Linked DNA regions of Bombyx mori: region 1 is linked to region 2. A link is a contact called in public Hi-C data. All regions are on one chromosome and are shown on one strand. The core of a region is the stretch at or near the end of the contact, and the rest is flanking DNA. Distances in the headings are between cores, read along the strand shown. Region 1 overlaps Pdk (pyruvate dehydrogenase kinase). Region 2 overlaps Pdk (pyruvate dehydrogenase kinase).

What was found. A called contact is a pair of places that touch in the nucleus more often than the background predicts.
Region 1: a Hi-C map of midgut shows a contact between it and region 2, with 2.3 times the contacts expected there. The contact joins two enhancer-like sites. A contact is called at or near these places in 3 of 7 Hi-C or Micro-C datasets (midgut, posterior silk gland and whole pupa).

Annotation. Positions count from the first base shown.
Region 1 is chr2:1,561,810-1,565,508 of ASM3026992v2, reverse strand. The region is part of intron 1 of Pdk (pyruvate dehydrogenase kinase); the gene reads left to right. Among protein-coding and RNA genes, the nearest start is that of Pdk, 16 kb to the left of the region's middle. Within about 2 kb of position 1,823, at least 5 of the 8 cell types and tissues checked have open chromatin away from gene starts, as enhancers often do.
Region 2 is chr2:1,519,903-1,523,644 of ASM3026992v2, reverse strand. It overlaps Pdk (pyruvate dehydrogenase kinase), which reads left to right. Exons shown (of 9, transcript NM_001114643.2): 6 at 1-157; 7 at 911-1,025; 8 at 1,422-1,531; 9 at 1,848-3,742. The coding sequence ends at 2,018. Among protein-coding and RNA genes, the nearest start is that of LOC101739633, 8.5 kb to the right of the region's middle. Within about 2 kb of position 1,549, at least 4 of the 8 cell types and tissues checked have open chromatin away from gene starts, as enhancers often do.

The DNA.
Region 1 (3,699 bases), core at 574-3,073, 42 kb before region 2:
GTAGCATTGACCTACGACAAAAATATGGCGTCGCGCCAATATTCACTTTACGTCCATTTTTCATTCGCCCTTGGGAACTCGACTATATTGGCATCTCGAAGCGTGCATGTGTTGAGTGCATGTTATGCTGTCGCATAAGTTATATGCTTTCCGGGCAGAATTTGGAGGCCCGATATATCAATCGTGGTATAGAACCAAAGATTAACAAAACTTAGTTCAAATTTGTACCATGGTATAATCACTATACTTCTTTCGTAATATCAATACGAAAACAAACCTAGTTTAGCTAAACTAAGATGATATTTTCACGTATGGCAATATTTTGTGTTCCATTCTTTTCAATTTTTACGGCTTTCAAGCTGAAAAAACTAATGTATATAAGACAGGAGAATTGTTTTTTTTTACAGCAGACAGAAAGAATTCAACAGTTTGTTTGTTTTTATTTCCTTGAGCCTTGCACAACGCAGTTTTGGTCAACGAAATCGGTCTTAGAACAGCAGCTGTTGATTTCAAGTGGCCATTTTGAAAAAAACAGCTCAGACCCAATCTCATGATTTGATCCGGAATCGATCCAGCGATTGAACCGCTTAATCTTTAAGATATTTTAAACTACGCTTGATATTACGAGCCTAAGAGTTCCTTGTTCCTATACATAAAAACTGATACACGTCACAACACAACTGCCATGCCCACTTTGAGCTATCGGGTTGAAGCCTCGGTACCAAGCCCACAATATGCCACCACTTCTAACATGCCATTAATGATAAGTATGATTTGATCTTAAAACAAAGGCGTCGAGATAAACAATGCCTCTTAAACTTTATCAAAAGTACAAAGTACAGTAAACAGGATTCTCTTGATAGATCTTATCTCGAAACTATTATATTGTTTGATGAAATACAGTATAGTAAATCTGGCAATACATGTTGGCCAAGACTCGGCCAATGTGAACGTAGAGAAACTCTTTATAGGGCTTGCTTTCGTCTTTGTTGAATCCCTTTTGGTAAATTTCGCCACTATAAAAAAAAAAGCTTGCATAGCCTCATGGCTATAAATTAACCAAACTTGAACCTAGTTAGGGACATACAATAATTGATGATTGGGATATAATGAGTGAATGATGAGGATAATGACAAAGGGAAGATCTGCCACCGAAATAGATCGGCAGACTGCTTGCTAATGATTGGAAGTTGGATATATGCAAACCGATTTTGAAATATCAAGGACGTTTGTCAAATATCTTCTAGTTTATGATAGCAACCGCTAAACTCATGTAATGAAAACACTGCTCTGTAACGTTTATAATTTCAAGTAACAAATTCCGGTCACGGTGATTGTATAAAAGCATCGATTTCTTGAAACTACTCCTGCGTCACCTTTCGTAACACAATGGTACTGTTATAACCTTCCTTGGAGTCCCAACAACTGACCAAGTTTCATAGCATGAAGGGCTTGGCTTAGGAACAGATAAAGATCAAACAAGGTGTCTTTTTTGGAAACCGTTTTTGCAAACCCTACAGTTGGGACTACAGGCGCAGTCCGACAAGGTGATTCGACCAAATCCGCACCACACTCGAGATCCCATTCCACGACGCTCTTCATGCGGCCAATGATCGGAGGCGCTGGCGGGACATTTCAAGAAGCAAAATCCTGTCGACATATAATGGTCACGACCTTCAGCAGAGAGGAAACGACGCGAGGAGGAGGAGACAGTTGAGATTCACCATGCTTTTATGTTATTCACTCGACCCTGGACCTACACGTGGTGTATTACCAAGTTCGTGCGCAGTTAATCTGAGATATGGCGCACGCGTCACTGCAACTGCGCGATATACAAATTTATGTTCAAATGCACACGCTCGGAACCAATCTAGAACCAAAAAGCCCTGTGTTATAATCAGACAGTAAAACAGAAATAGATTCTTTGTCGTCAGAAATAAAGCTTATTTTCGTAATTCTATGTATAATAATGCCCGTGTTATTTGTGATTCGGTAAATGATTTGCAAATTTTCGATGAAGCAAAATAGATTTTCAAGAAAGTATACTGGTTTTCAATATTTAGTACAGAAATAAGAATGAAAAAGCCTACATTTTTCTCCGAGGAGAACGAATAAGCTTTAAATGAAAGTCGTAATAGTTCAAATGCTTGGGAACTTATCCTGGACAAACAAATAGACAGAATATATAAAAATGAAATGTAACCAATTTGGAAGGTCAACACAAACGGTAAGTTCCTCCACCGCGCGTTTGAAATTTCTCTGTACACCAACAGCCCAAATGTTGTTGTTCGGAACCTGTATATACGTAAGCTTATCTTGAAAACCTTGTTAGCGAGATTCAGGTACCTGTCAAATATCTTGTGTACTAAGATGGCTACCGCCACACTCGTGTATCGGTTTTGTAAAAAATCAAATAAGCACATAGGTTGGACAAATAATGTATTCTACCAGAGAAGGACCCGGTCATCGTTCTCGCCGGATCTTCTCAGTGGGTCGCGTTTCTGATCCGGTGGCAGATTCTGCGAAGCACTCTTTTTGCTAGGGTTAGTGTTAGCAACGTCATCAGATTTGAGCCCCGTGAGCTCACTTACTAGTTAAGGCGACGCTGATATAGCCTCTCAGGAAAAAAAAAAGAATAGATAGATAGATCGAATATAGAATGTATACGAAAAATCATAATATAAGACCAAATACATAGAAAAATCCGTGTCGAGAACATAAGAGTATGGTCTGACCTGCGCTTTTGTCTTCCCAATACTAGCAGAGCATTATTAGTCGTTGAACAGAATGATGACATTACTATTAAAAAATCTACTGTTCTTTTATGTTAGATTGTCAGACTGTGGCCATTTAAAGGTTAGGATAGCCGCAATTCAATGAAGCCAAGATTTCTCGAGCCTGGGTAGGCATAACCAAACCGGTTTAGACGTAACTTATCGACCCCCTATCAAAGAAACGTACATTTTCCTTATTTGCTGTATGATTGTTGACATCCTTACGGAAGATAACACGTTTTCCTCATACATTTAACTCGACCCAGTAAAATGCTTCACGTATATATTATACTTCGTGTGACCTCTGCGGGACGACTCAAGGGAGTGAACGTTTGCTAACAAGATAATCACGTGGTTGTGTTGACGCTACAAGTTGCAATGTTTATAATGTGTGTGATTTAAAAAAAGTTGCATTAAGTATGGCTATTTATGTCATAGTTGGCGTAAGGAGCCGCAGAGGCAAAAAAAGTTTATACTTTTGAGACATGGGGTCAAAGTCTTAAGTCTGGCATGACGGTTTTCAGACCATTCAAAAGCATGCGTCAATCATTCGCTCAGTAATTCTGGATATTGGTCTAAGTCCGTATGGCCTTACCATACCATACTTGATGAATAGAGGATGATGGAGAGAAAGATGGTAACGTTAGGACTATTCGTGACCGATGAAGAGTTCTATATAGCTTGAGGGGGACAGGAACCTAAATAATTAAAACCACTTAATGGTGTTAAGTGGGCTGTAAGCTCGTCCACCCATCTAAGCAATAAAAAAAAAACCCTTTTGCGGTTCTAAAGCAAAAGACAATAATTATGCCCAATGTAAGACTATATGTCCAATAGGTGTGGACAGAGGACCAAAAAGTGATAATATTGCTTGCTATTATATTGAATCAAGGCATCATTCATAAGAAGATTATACGGATCGTAG
Region 2 (3,742 bases), core at 300-2,799:
GCGCCCGATGCCCATAGTGTATGTGCCCTCGCACCTCTACCACATGCTGTTTGAGCTATTCAAGAATGCCATGAGGGCCGTCATGGAGAACCACGGCACCGCCCCACCGCCGATACAAGTTAACCTCGTCAACGGGAAAGAGGACATATCCGTTAAGGTGAACGCACGCAAGGCACATACGGATGAAGGGTCTTAGTTTATTGCAGAAACTGGTTTACGGTGTTACGGGCTCGCCGTGGTCCATGGACATCATAATCTGATGCTACTTTTGTAATTGAAGTTTCGAGTATATTGCTTCGTGGCAGAGGTAGATAGGACGGTGGTGACTCCTACAGACAGGCGCCTTTGTGTGCCACAAATCGAAGGAGCGTCAGCAAAGAAAACTGAAACGTATTTTTTTATTGATTTTAAAAACAGTTCGTAGGGTCACCAGTTTCACACTAAGGAGTCCGTAATAGGATAGGCAGTTTATTTCCTATTTGCACAGTATATTTAGAAGGAGAAAGAGAAGTAGAAGGAGAAAGTACGGAGCAACAGAAGGCACAGATAAAGCTGTAGGAAGTCCAAAGAACAATATTAAACATAGGCACGAGCAACAGATCGCAACAAAGGAAAAGTGTACCGTTAGTCCAGGGACGGGGACCATTCATCATTAGGTGTCCGTATGCTCGTCTGCCTGCATGGACAGTAAACACTAACCCAATGTGCTAAGAGGACCTTCGTCGTGAAGGTTCATTTGTCATACACCCCTCGGTCCCCCAGAGTGTCAGAGGCGGCCCCCTCCCCCGGTCCCCTTGAGAGTCAGGGCGGTCCCCTCCCCCCAGAGTGTCAAGGGCGGCCCCCTACCCCGGTCCCCCAGTGTCAGCGGCGGTCCCCCCTGGCGAAGCGCTAATCCGTCCCCTTGTTGCAGATGTCTGATCGCGGCGGCGGCATCCCGCGCAGCGTGTCGGAGCTTCTGTTCAAGTACATGTACAGCACGGCGCCGCAGCCCTCCAAGTCCGACTCGCACACGGTGCCGCTAGCGGGTAAGCTAGACCCTCTTACGTCACGCAGCATAGGTCGACGACCCTGTCAATATCAATCAAAACAGCACAACAACTTGCACTGGTGGTAGGAGCTCTTGTGAGTCCGCGCGGGTAGGTACCACCACCCTGCCTATTTCTGCAGTGAAACAGTAATGCGTTTCGGTTCGAAGGGTGGATAAGCCGTTCTAACTATACTGAGACCTTAGAACTTATATCTCAAGGTGGGTGGTGGCATTTACGTTGTAGATGTCTATGGGCTCCAGTAACCACTTCCATCTGCCATCTGTTGTTAAAATCAGAAATGAACTGGAAAATTGTAGACACAGTTCTTCGACCTCACGTCTCAAGCCCCAAGACGGCTTCATATTATATCTAATCAGTGCGTTGATCTCGCAGGTTACGGATACGGGCTGCCCATCTCTCGCCTGTACGCGCGGTACTTCCACGGCGACCTGGTGCTGGTATCGTGCGAGGGTTACGGCACGGACGCCGTCATCTACCTCAAGGTACACCAGACACTAAGGACAGTAGCTGACCAACCCTCCCTCATCCCACCCTCTCCTTGTGAATGGGCGACTCAAGCCGGTCCCCATCAAGTGACAGGCGATAAAATGCTAAGATGGTCTTTTTTTCATTGCCCTTGTAGGCAGACGAGCATACGGCCCACCTGATGGTGAATGGTTACTGTCGCCCTTGGACTTCAGCAATGCCAGGGGCAGAGCCAAGTCTCTGCCTACCGCAAAACAGTATTACAAACAGACACTTCAATTTTATTTATATGTATATATATATCATTAAAATCATATTAACCGTTACCACCAGGCTCTAACGAACGAAGCCAACGAACTACTGCCGGTTTTCAATAAGACGTCTTCGAAGTTCTACCGCCCCTCGTCCCAGCTGGCGGACTGGTCCGGCACCCTCAACTCCTCGAATCAGTGCAGGAGGGAGAAAGTGTCTCCGCTCTCATCACCGATATCGCACAGCCTATAGTCCCCTAGGCTGGTAGTAGTCCGACCGGCGCCATTCAGGTATTCAGATTTTACTGGTGGTAGGACCTCTTGTGAGTCCGCGCGGGTAGGTACCACCACCCTGCCTACTTCTGCCGTGAAGCAGTAATGCGTTTCGGCTTGAAAGGCGGGGGCAGCCGTTGTAACTATACTTGAGAGCTTAGAACTTATATCTCATGGTGGGTGGGGCATTTACGTCGTAGATGTCTATGGGCTTCAGTAACTACTTAACACCAGGTGGGCTGTGAGCTCGTCCACCCATCTAAGCAATCAAAAAAAAGGTACAACTTTCTGCATCATCAGATCATCATCAATGATGCTAGTTCTGTTAGCTTGGCCTCTCCGATGCTGACGTCACAGAGATAGAGACAGCGATAGTCGGTCGTCTCGCTCTAAAACTCGAGTCCACGAGGCGAGTCCGAACGACCTAACGATTCGGTTTTATTGCCCAACTCTGAAGATCCTATATAGAACTTTGTTTGGGACATTATAGATATACACGTTTTTCGCTGTGTGTGTCTGTGTGGTGATATCGAAAATTTCATATACCGCATATATAATGCCAATAATAATGTCACTTATGCAAAATTTATGTTCAAACTGAACTGAGTTTAAGAAAATACATTTTGTCTCAGTTATTAGTGAGAGGTTTGCTTTTACTGATGAAGTTTTAAAGTTGTAGTTTTTATATTATAATAATTTCATTTCATTAGTCGAGAAGAACTATTTAATTGTAATAAGATGTTCAATTTTCAAAGGGCTCTCTTGAAAAAAAAATACATAATTTGCATAAGTGACGATGTAGCAACGACTGTGGGATATGGTTAAGGGAAGCTGTACCGGGACTGTTTCTTTAAAATTTAAAAAAAGTGTTTGCCGAAAAATCGTTGTCGATGGTTCGTGTTTGACAGCTTTGACGTTTGTCAAAGTATTTGTTAATTTTTTTTCTAAGTTGACAAAGCGAAGCTTAAATATAAGGGGAAGTTTAAAAATGTTTCTGAATAGTTTGGTCATTAACTATTGTGTACAAAATAAAGTAGTCTAGATAATATATAATTAAAAAAAAACTAGGAATAGATGTATTTTACGTCAGCATTAGGATCACAAGGTCGAGTCAGTTATTATACGCGATTCAAATCTCGCACGGATGGGTAGACAGGTGGTGTGAAGTCGATGCCCCAGTCCATATACGTCACGACGCGAACGACCCAACATTGAGACGTGAGGTCGAACCAAAAGCACGTCAAGTTAGGCAGTTAGGCAAGTTAAGCAGTTTCTTTGACATCTGTCAAATATGACAGAAGCCGGAATCTCGCATTTCTTACGTCGATTCCTACAAAAAAACAATTAAACAATCAAAAAATCATATTGTTTTAAGTAGTAGTAGTTTTATTTTTCCAACTGGAAAGGCAAAGGCGTCACACCATACAGCCTAATCTTTTATATTTAAGTGTATTTATATGATAAATGTTTCATGGCATGAAATGAAATGAGATGATATGGGATTAAATATAATCTCAGTAAAATGGTGTTCATTAACTGAGACTTTCTCAGTGAACTTTTTGGAGGATCCCGAGGAGTTACGTCAAGCGGCTTTGTTACATTTTCCCACACGCGATATTTTAATACGATCTCGTCAAATTGACATCTCGTATCGACCTTGTGCCTCTAACGTTGACAATTAATTATTAAAAGTTATTATTTAAT